Linked DNA regions of Sminthopsis crassicaudata: region 1 is linked to region 2. A link is a contact called in public Hi-C data. All regions are on one chromosome and are shown on one strand. The core of a region is the stretch at or near the end of the contact, and the rest is flanking DNA. Distances in the headings are between cores, read along the strand shown. Region 1 holds the start of IREB2 (iron responsive element binding protein 2). Region 2 holds the start of SKIC8 (SKI8 subunit of superkiller complex).

Region 1 (3,659 bases), core at 361-2,860, 140 kb before region 2:
GACAGCCCCGTGGGGGTCCCACCCAGGCCCCAGGGCGGCCCCCAGAGCTCAGGCAGACAGCCCCGTGGGGGTCCCCACCCAGGCCCCAGGGTGGCCCCCAGAGCTCAGGCAGACAGCCCCGTGGGGGTCCCACCCAGGCCCCAGGGCGGCCCCCCGAGCTCAGGCAGACAGCCCCGTGGGGGGCCCACCCAGGCCCCTGCAGACCAGCGCAGGGCGGCCCCCCAGAGCTCAGGCAGACAGCCCGTGGGGGTCCCACCCGGGCCCCTTAGCCTTCCACAGACCCAGCGCAGGGTGGCCCCCAGGGCAGTACCGGACTCCCCGGGACAGAGCCGTCCTCCCAAGCCCCCATCCACCACGGGGGTCCCACGCTCAGGCGGTGCTCCTGGCCCACCTCACCTCCTAGGACGCACCAGCTGCCCCAGGACCCGCAGCTTTCTCCAGACCGGTGCGGAGGATGCTCCCCGACCAGCCCGATCCCCCAGGCCAGAGCTCGGCTCTCCGGACCCCCACCCCCCACCGCTGGGTCACTCCGCCCAGGGCTGAGGCTCACCGGAGCCACTGAAGGGGGCAGAGGTTCAGATCCACCAACATTAGGCGCCTACTACATGCACGACCCCGCCTTCGTAGGTGAGGGCCCTTGGGGGGAAGCCGCAAGGGCTTAAGGAATGCTGGGGGCAGGCCGCAGACGGGGCGGGCTGTTCCTGGTACCCCGCTCCGCAGCAGTCGGTGCTTAATTAGTGTGTGTGGCTAAGGCCCGAAATGAAGGGGCGCTTTTTTGGTGGCTGGAAAAAGAGACAGAGGGAGCTGTCATGGTGGCGATTCAGAACCTGCATTTATTAATCGACTACTGTGTGCAGGGACAAGGGGCCCAGGGAAGCTCACCCTCCACAGGGAGCAACAAGGAAGTCAGAGGAATGGGGAGGAGGGCGCTGCTCCCAGTCTCAGTTTCCCCATCTGTTCAATGGGCTAAGGATGGCGAGATGCCCCTGGTGCCCCGAGGCCCAAGATAAAGAAGGGCCCAAACACGGGCTGCGGGGTGAAGGAAGGTCGCTCCTCTCTGGGCACTCCCCCCCTCCCCCGGGCAGGCAGGTCCGGGCAAACCCCCGGTGCTGTCTAAGTGCTTGGAGGGGGAGGAGCGGAGGAAGACCGGAGCTTGCTCGGTGACCTATGCGCCGCCCGAAGGCAAGGCCCGGGTTACCTCCCTGAGGGTCCTCGGCCCGGGCAGGAAGAGTCGGGCCCAGCGCGGCCTGCGAGGCCCCGGGGCCCGGAGACGGACATGACTCCGGCCCCAGCCCGGCTCGCAGAGGGGAGCGCGGCCCGAGGCCGGGGCCCGGGGGCGGCTCGAGGCGGGGCCCGCGCCGGGCAGGGCCCGCCGAAGGACGCGGGGCCGGGGCCGGGGCCGGCGCGGACTGACCTGCACTGGGGGTGTCCATCGCCGGCGACCATATTCTCCCTGCGGGGAGGGGAAGCGAGCGGAGCTGGGGGGAGGGGGGATCCCGGAGGGCAGGGGGAGGGCCGCGCAAACACCGCGAGAGCTGCCGCCACGGCTACAGCCACGGCCACGGCCCCCTCGCGCTCCCCCCCGCGCTAGGCTCCCGCGAGACCCTCCAGACGTGGGAACAAAGAAAGAGAAGCGAGCGGGCGAGCGAAGGAGGAGGGGAAAGCTCGCGAGAAGTGCCGCGGCTGTAATCTCGCGAGCGATCTAAGAGGCTGGGATCGAGCACGCATGCGCTCTTTCGAGGAAGCGTGGCTCCGGGAGCGACCCGTAGCGAAGTCCCTCGTCCCTCCCCGGCGGCGCCGAAGGCAGTGCCCCGTAGGGGCGGGCTAGTTGCCATCCCCTCAGGGGCCGCTAAGGGCGTTGCCACCTGGGGCCCTGCCTCTTTTCAGCTGGTGAAATGGCGGCCTTGAGGGGCGGAGCGGTAACGGGACTCCTACTCATCCCCCAAGCTCCCTTCGGAGGCCGAAGGCCGCCACTTAATTAAGCGCCTTCTGTGCGCCAGGCCCCGAGCTAAATGCTGGGAAAACAGACAAACCCCAAACTGTGGCTGTCCTCGAGAAAACCCTAAGCAGGGGCGGGAGGACTCGCTGACCCCCGTGGGTACTGGCTGGCCCGGGGGAGGGGCACTGAGAGAAGATGGGAGGGGGTGCAGTGCGGACTTGGCCCCGTGCAGGCTAAAGCTCGGGCTTAGGAGGCGCAGCCCACTGCGCGGCGTTGCTAACTTAGGAAAGGCCTTCATATCCCTGGGAGGGTCGTCATTTCGGCCTGGAGGCAGTGGGAGCCAGGACCTGAGGGGGGGAGGGGTCGGCTCGAAGAAAGGGGGCGTCTCTAGTTCCAGACAGAAAGGATGACTGGGCAGGGGTCCGAGAACCAGATAAGAAACCCCGCCCATCGGCTCTTGCTCCCTGCTCACATTAGCTGAGCTCAATTCTGGTGAAATAGGGGAGAGACCCTCCCCCAAATCTGAGACATTTACCACAAGCCTGCTTTGTGCGTGCTGTTCTGGGGGGGGGGGGCGGAAAAACAAAACTGGAAGGACGCCTGCCCCTTCCGGGTGGGAAGTGCCCCGCGTGGATGGGAATGTGCACCTGGAACCGATTCGTCATTTCAGCAACCGGGAGAATGGGGAAACAGGTGTAGACAGAACCTCCTGCACGGACCCGGCGTTGGGCCACGCGGGATGGGAAGTCGTCCCGCCGAACTGAGCCGAGGAGGAGAAGGATCTAGAGGGTTAGAACTGTATCCATGGGAAAGCTGATTCGGAGAGTGGGAATGCGGAGACCGCATTGGAGGCGGCCGGGAGTGATACCTTGGACAGCTTCCTTCTCCCCATGGGATTCCTTAAGTCTTCCTAGAGAAGCCTCTGCTTCCCCACGGTTCTAGTCCCTCCCTTGGACCATGCTCTACCTTTCCTAACACCCCCGCGGGCATGGTTACCGCTCCTCGGTTACCTAACCCTAGCTCTGTGGCTTTCCTGCATATCGTATTCCAAGCCCTCAGCTCCTTTCCCTGTGGCTTCATGCCATCCGAATGGGTTTGTTTCTGGCTGCTTGAAGTATTCTCTCCTTGACCTGGGAGCTCGGGAATTTGGCTATTTGTTCCTGGATTAGCTTTTGAACACGCTCCACCTTTCCTAACACCTGCCGTGGCACATGACCAAGTTACGGACACTGCCTCTCACTGAAGCCTAAAATGGAATTATTTGTTGTCCCTGTTATTAGCTTATGAGCTTCCTCTGCCCGTCGGTTTTGACTTTCCTCCCCTCCCCCAGAACAGCAAAAACACCTAAATTGAACTTCTGATTATTTAGTTTATCTAGTGACGCCACCACAAGATTGACCACTAGGGGGTGAACTTTCACGGCTACTGCAACTAACAAAACCGACTGGTTAGCATGAAGTGTCCGCAATCCGCACTGAGTTTTACTGGCCGGGATAGATCTTCTTTGGGGAAGTTTGAAAGGCTGTGGACTCCAAATGAAAAGACCCGGTGGAATACAGGTGGCGTGTGAGGGGAGAGGAAATGCGTATTACCGGAATCACGGAACCAAAATGGGGCACATTTCATGTCATGAGATTTTTTTTTTTTTTAGCCGAGAGCTAAGCATTTGTAGTAAGTTACTTTTTAGTAATAGGACAGTCAAGCAAAATGATACACGAAT
Region 2 (3,602 bases), core at 773-3,272:
GGAGTGACGCGTGAGATGTGACCAGTGGGGGGGAAGGACGGGAGAGGGCCCTCGGCTGCCTTTGGGGTTTGAGGGTGAGCCTGGGCCGCCGCCTGGAGCGGGCTGTCCTCGCAGCCTGCTGCCCTAGGGGCGGAGGCTTGCCGGCATGCTGGTTTGGGAACCCTTTTGCTCCTGAAGACAAGGCTGTTTGACCTTCATTCTAGGGATGTATCGGAGGAGACCAGAAAAAGGTGAGGAGGGAGAGCGTGAAGGCCGAGAGCGACGGGGGTGGCGCCTGGCTACCTGGAAAGCTTGGCTCAGCGAGTGGTTCAGGAGGGGGGAGGCCGTTGCCGGACAGATCGTAGAGCCTTCCACAGTATGGCTTATTATTATTGTACATGGATTTCTTAACCCTATGGCACCAGAGGAGAGCCCGACCTCAGTCCACATTGCTCCTGCTGCCAGCGCCATCGTTTCATCCACCCGCGGGAGGGATCTCCCCAATCAGACCCCCACGCGGCAAGTGGCGGAAAACTGCCGGCTCTGGTGAGATCCCGGGATCTCGGGTCATAGGTCACAGAGTTGGAGGGGTCCGCTCACTCTATTTTACAGATGAGGAAGGGCCGGACACATGGGGAGGTCTCAAGATCAGCTGTAGATAAGTACGGTCAGGATTAGAATCCAGAGCTTCTGCCTTCCAACCCATCACTCTTTCCACTGTGGAATGCAGTCCCTGGAAGCTCTCCAGGCAGGCTCCTTTATTAGACAGAAGAGGAACACAAGGTCTAGAGAGGAAAGTAATAAAAATGAATTTAGAGCTTTAAACTTTACAGTCATTTACATATATTAAACATGTCTTGTTCTTGAAATGAAATAGATTATGTGATCATCCCCACTTTATGGATGGGGAAACGGAGGCTGATAGAGCTCGCGGAGCTGTTACGCGTCCGAGACCAGATTAGAAATGCTTCGTGACTCTGTGCAGACCTGGGTCTAGGGTGCCACCTGGCGTCTCCTTGGGGGAAGTACCTCGCCTCAATCAGCTTAAAACCTGCCAGGCTCCTCACTGGCATCTTTAAACCAAAAAAAAAAAAAAAAAGGCATTTATTAAGCACCTACTGTGTGCCAGGCACTGGGCACTGGGCTAAGTATTGGGGATACAGAGAAAAGCAAAGACAACAACAGTAACAGCACGATAATAGTACATGTATGCGTGTGTACTTTACAGAGCGCCTACTAGGTCAAGCGCGATGCTTGGCGCTCGGCACTAACATTAATTAGCGTTAATGGTAATCAATATCATCTTATTTGCTATCCTTTATTTTACAGTTGGGAAGCTGAGGCGGAGACCAAGAGGCTGGGTCGCGGGCCCCGGGTGAGTCTGAGCCGCTCTGCCTGGGCACCTCCAGCCGCTGAGCCGCGCCGGTGCTCCGTGCAGGTCGCCCGCCCGCCTGAAACTAACCTGTGCAAACAAGAGCGCTAAGGGCTAGAATAAAGGGCCCTGTTAGCATCTCCCGCCAGGCCTTGGAGCCCTCTCTCTAGCCAGGAGACTCATGGAGAGGGCATTGTGTCGGGGGTGGAGAGGGGGTGAAATGGACTTTAATATAACTAAAAACGGAACCACGAGATCCCCCCTCTCTGCCTTCGGGTCCCACGAGACACTCTTCCTGTAGAAAATGGAAAGGGGGCGGGAGCACGTCGCGGAGGGCTTCGAAAGTCGAACAGAATGCGTATTTGCGTCTGCGGGCAGTAGGGAGCCACGGGAGTTTATGGAGTAGGAGAGTGACCGTCAGACCTGCCCTTTCGAGGAGGAGTGGAGAGACAGGCTCCAAGCCTAACGCAATGATGCGGGTGACAGGCGAGGAGAGGCGGGGGCGGGTACAAGGGAAGCTGCAAAGGTGAAACTGATATCTAGAAGGCGAAATTGACCGCAAGCGGGTGAAATCCAAGTAGCGCAGGTGGAATGAACTTTGCTGCCGGAGCCCGGCCACGCGGGGGCTGAAGCCCCTCCCACCGGGAGGCAGCGCACTGCCCATTGGTCGCGCTCGCTGAGGAACTCTCGGCGTAGAAGCTTCCAGCACACATGCAGACACTCGGCTGCTTCAGTCGGACGTCGCGGCCTAGGGCTCCCAGAAGCTGAGTTGACCGCCCGGTGCGTGGGGAGAAGTCAGGGCCTTGCCCTCCCTTTTCAGGTGGAACCCGAGGGCGGGTCCCGGGACTGTCTCCCGGCGGCCCCGCACTTCGCTGTGGCTGAGTTCACGCTCTCGCTCCTCCCATTGCCTCAGCCGGGTTTATTTCCCCCCTTCCAAGTGGTGTGAGAGAGGGGCGGGGCCCCCCAAACGGAGGCGGAGTAAGGACGAATGGGCGCGGCCTGAAAGCCGTTCCAGGCTTTCCTCCTCTTTCGCTATCTCTTCGCCTCTTGAGAAAGAGGCGGGGCCTGGCCGTAGTAGGTGGGGCCTGGGCCGCTCCCTCTCTGACTCTTGCTTTAGAGCCCCGGGAGAGGGGAGTTGGAGGGGCGGGGAGGAGGGCGGGCACTTCTGCTCCTTAATCTAAGAGGCGTGGCCTGAGGGTCGTCTCTTCTTTCCTTTCCTCCAGAGCCCATTCCGGAGCGAACGGACTCCACAGTGCCGCGTGGCGCGCACCCGGAGGCTCGTCGTCATCTCTGCGCGCGCGCCGCCGTACTCAGATCGACGTCATAAACCGGCGCCGCTGTCTCTAAGGAAGAGGTTAAACCGAGCACCGCTGCGAGGAATCCCGGAGCTGGTGAGTCAGGGGCCGGGGAGCCTGGGGGCCCGGCAGAGGGGCGACTTACTCCCTTGGGGGGCGGCGTCTGTCAGGGAAAGGGTAGAGCGGGGAGCGGGAAGTCCGCCTCAGACCCTGCTGCCCGCCCGCCGGAGAGTGCTCCATGCCCAGGGACTAGGGGATAGGACCAAGGAAGGGGCTTGACCAGGGGATAGAGGGGCAACTTCCACCCGCGCTGCCCCTAAAACGCCTCCTTTTCTCAGAACAGTCCGCCTGTGCTGATTCTCCTGGCCTGAAGAAATGAGCGTCCAGGTAAGGGGATGTGTGACCCCGCCCCGAAGCCCAGCCCCCTCCTCTGCTCGCCGTGACACCCCCGCCCCCCCGGGGCCACCACGTGTGCAGAGTAATCTTGCGGTGGGGGGCGGCCAGCTCCCCCCCCCCCTCCTCTGTGAAGCGGCTTGGAGGAGGAATAGCAGCTCCTCCCAGGGCTCGAACCCCAAACGGGGTCACGGAGGAGGGCTCAAAAAGGCTGGAGGAGTCCTGCCGGCCAGTGACAGTGACACACTGAGCATATACTGGGCACTGAGCTATCCCCAGGACCTCTTCCCTCGGGCACCGTCTTTTACTGGGGGTTTCCCAAATGTGCTTCCGGGCCCCAAGCGCAGGGTGATGCTTTACCATCGGAAGTGTTTGCTTGAGTATCTATCCCGAATGCCCGCAGGCCCTGGGCTGCTCCAGCTTTTCTTGGGCCAGAGGGGAGTAAGCGGGAAGAAGCTCCGAGGTGCCTCCGGGCCCAGGCCTTTGTTCCTTTGGCCTCAGAAGCCTGACAGCGGTCCTCACACTTTTTACTTAGGGGCCAGGTCGCTGTCCCTCAGAGTGGG

What was found. Hi-C and Micro-C count contacts between places; a contact is called where the count stands out from the background.
Region 1: a Hi-C map of fibroblasts shows a contact between it and region 2, with 6 times the contacts expected there. The contact joins the promoter of IREB2 here to the promoter of SKIC8 in region 2. A contact is called at or near these places in 2 of 2 Hi-C or Micro-C datasets (fibroblasts and hippocampus).

The regions. Positions count from the first base shown.
Region 1 is chr2:630,684,486-630,688,144 of ASM4859323v1, reverse strand. IREB2 (iron responsive element binding protein 2) reads right to left here and starts at 1,610. Exons shown (of 22, transcript XM_074296467.1): 1 at 1,415-1,610. The coding sequence starts at 1,433.
Region 2 is chr2:630,544,517-630,548,118 of ASM4859323v1, reverse strand. SKIC8 (SKI8 subunit of superkiller complex) reads left to right here and starts at 2,022. Exons shown (of 12, transcript XM_074296465.1): 1 at 2,022-2,131; 2 at 2,575-2,742; 3 at 2,985-3,033.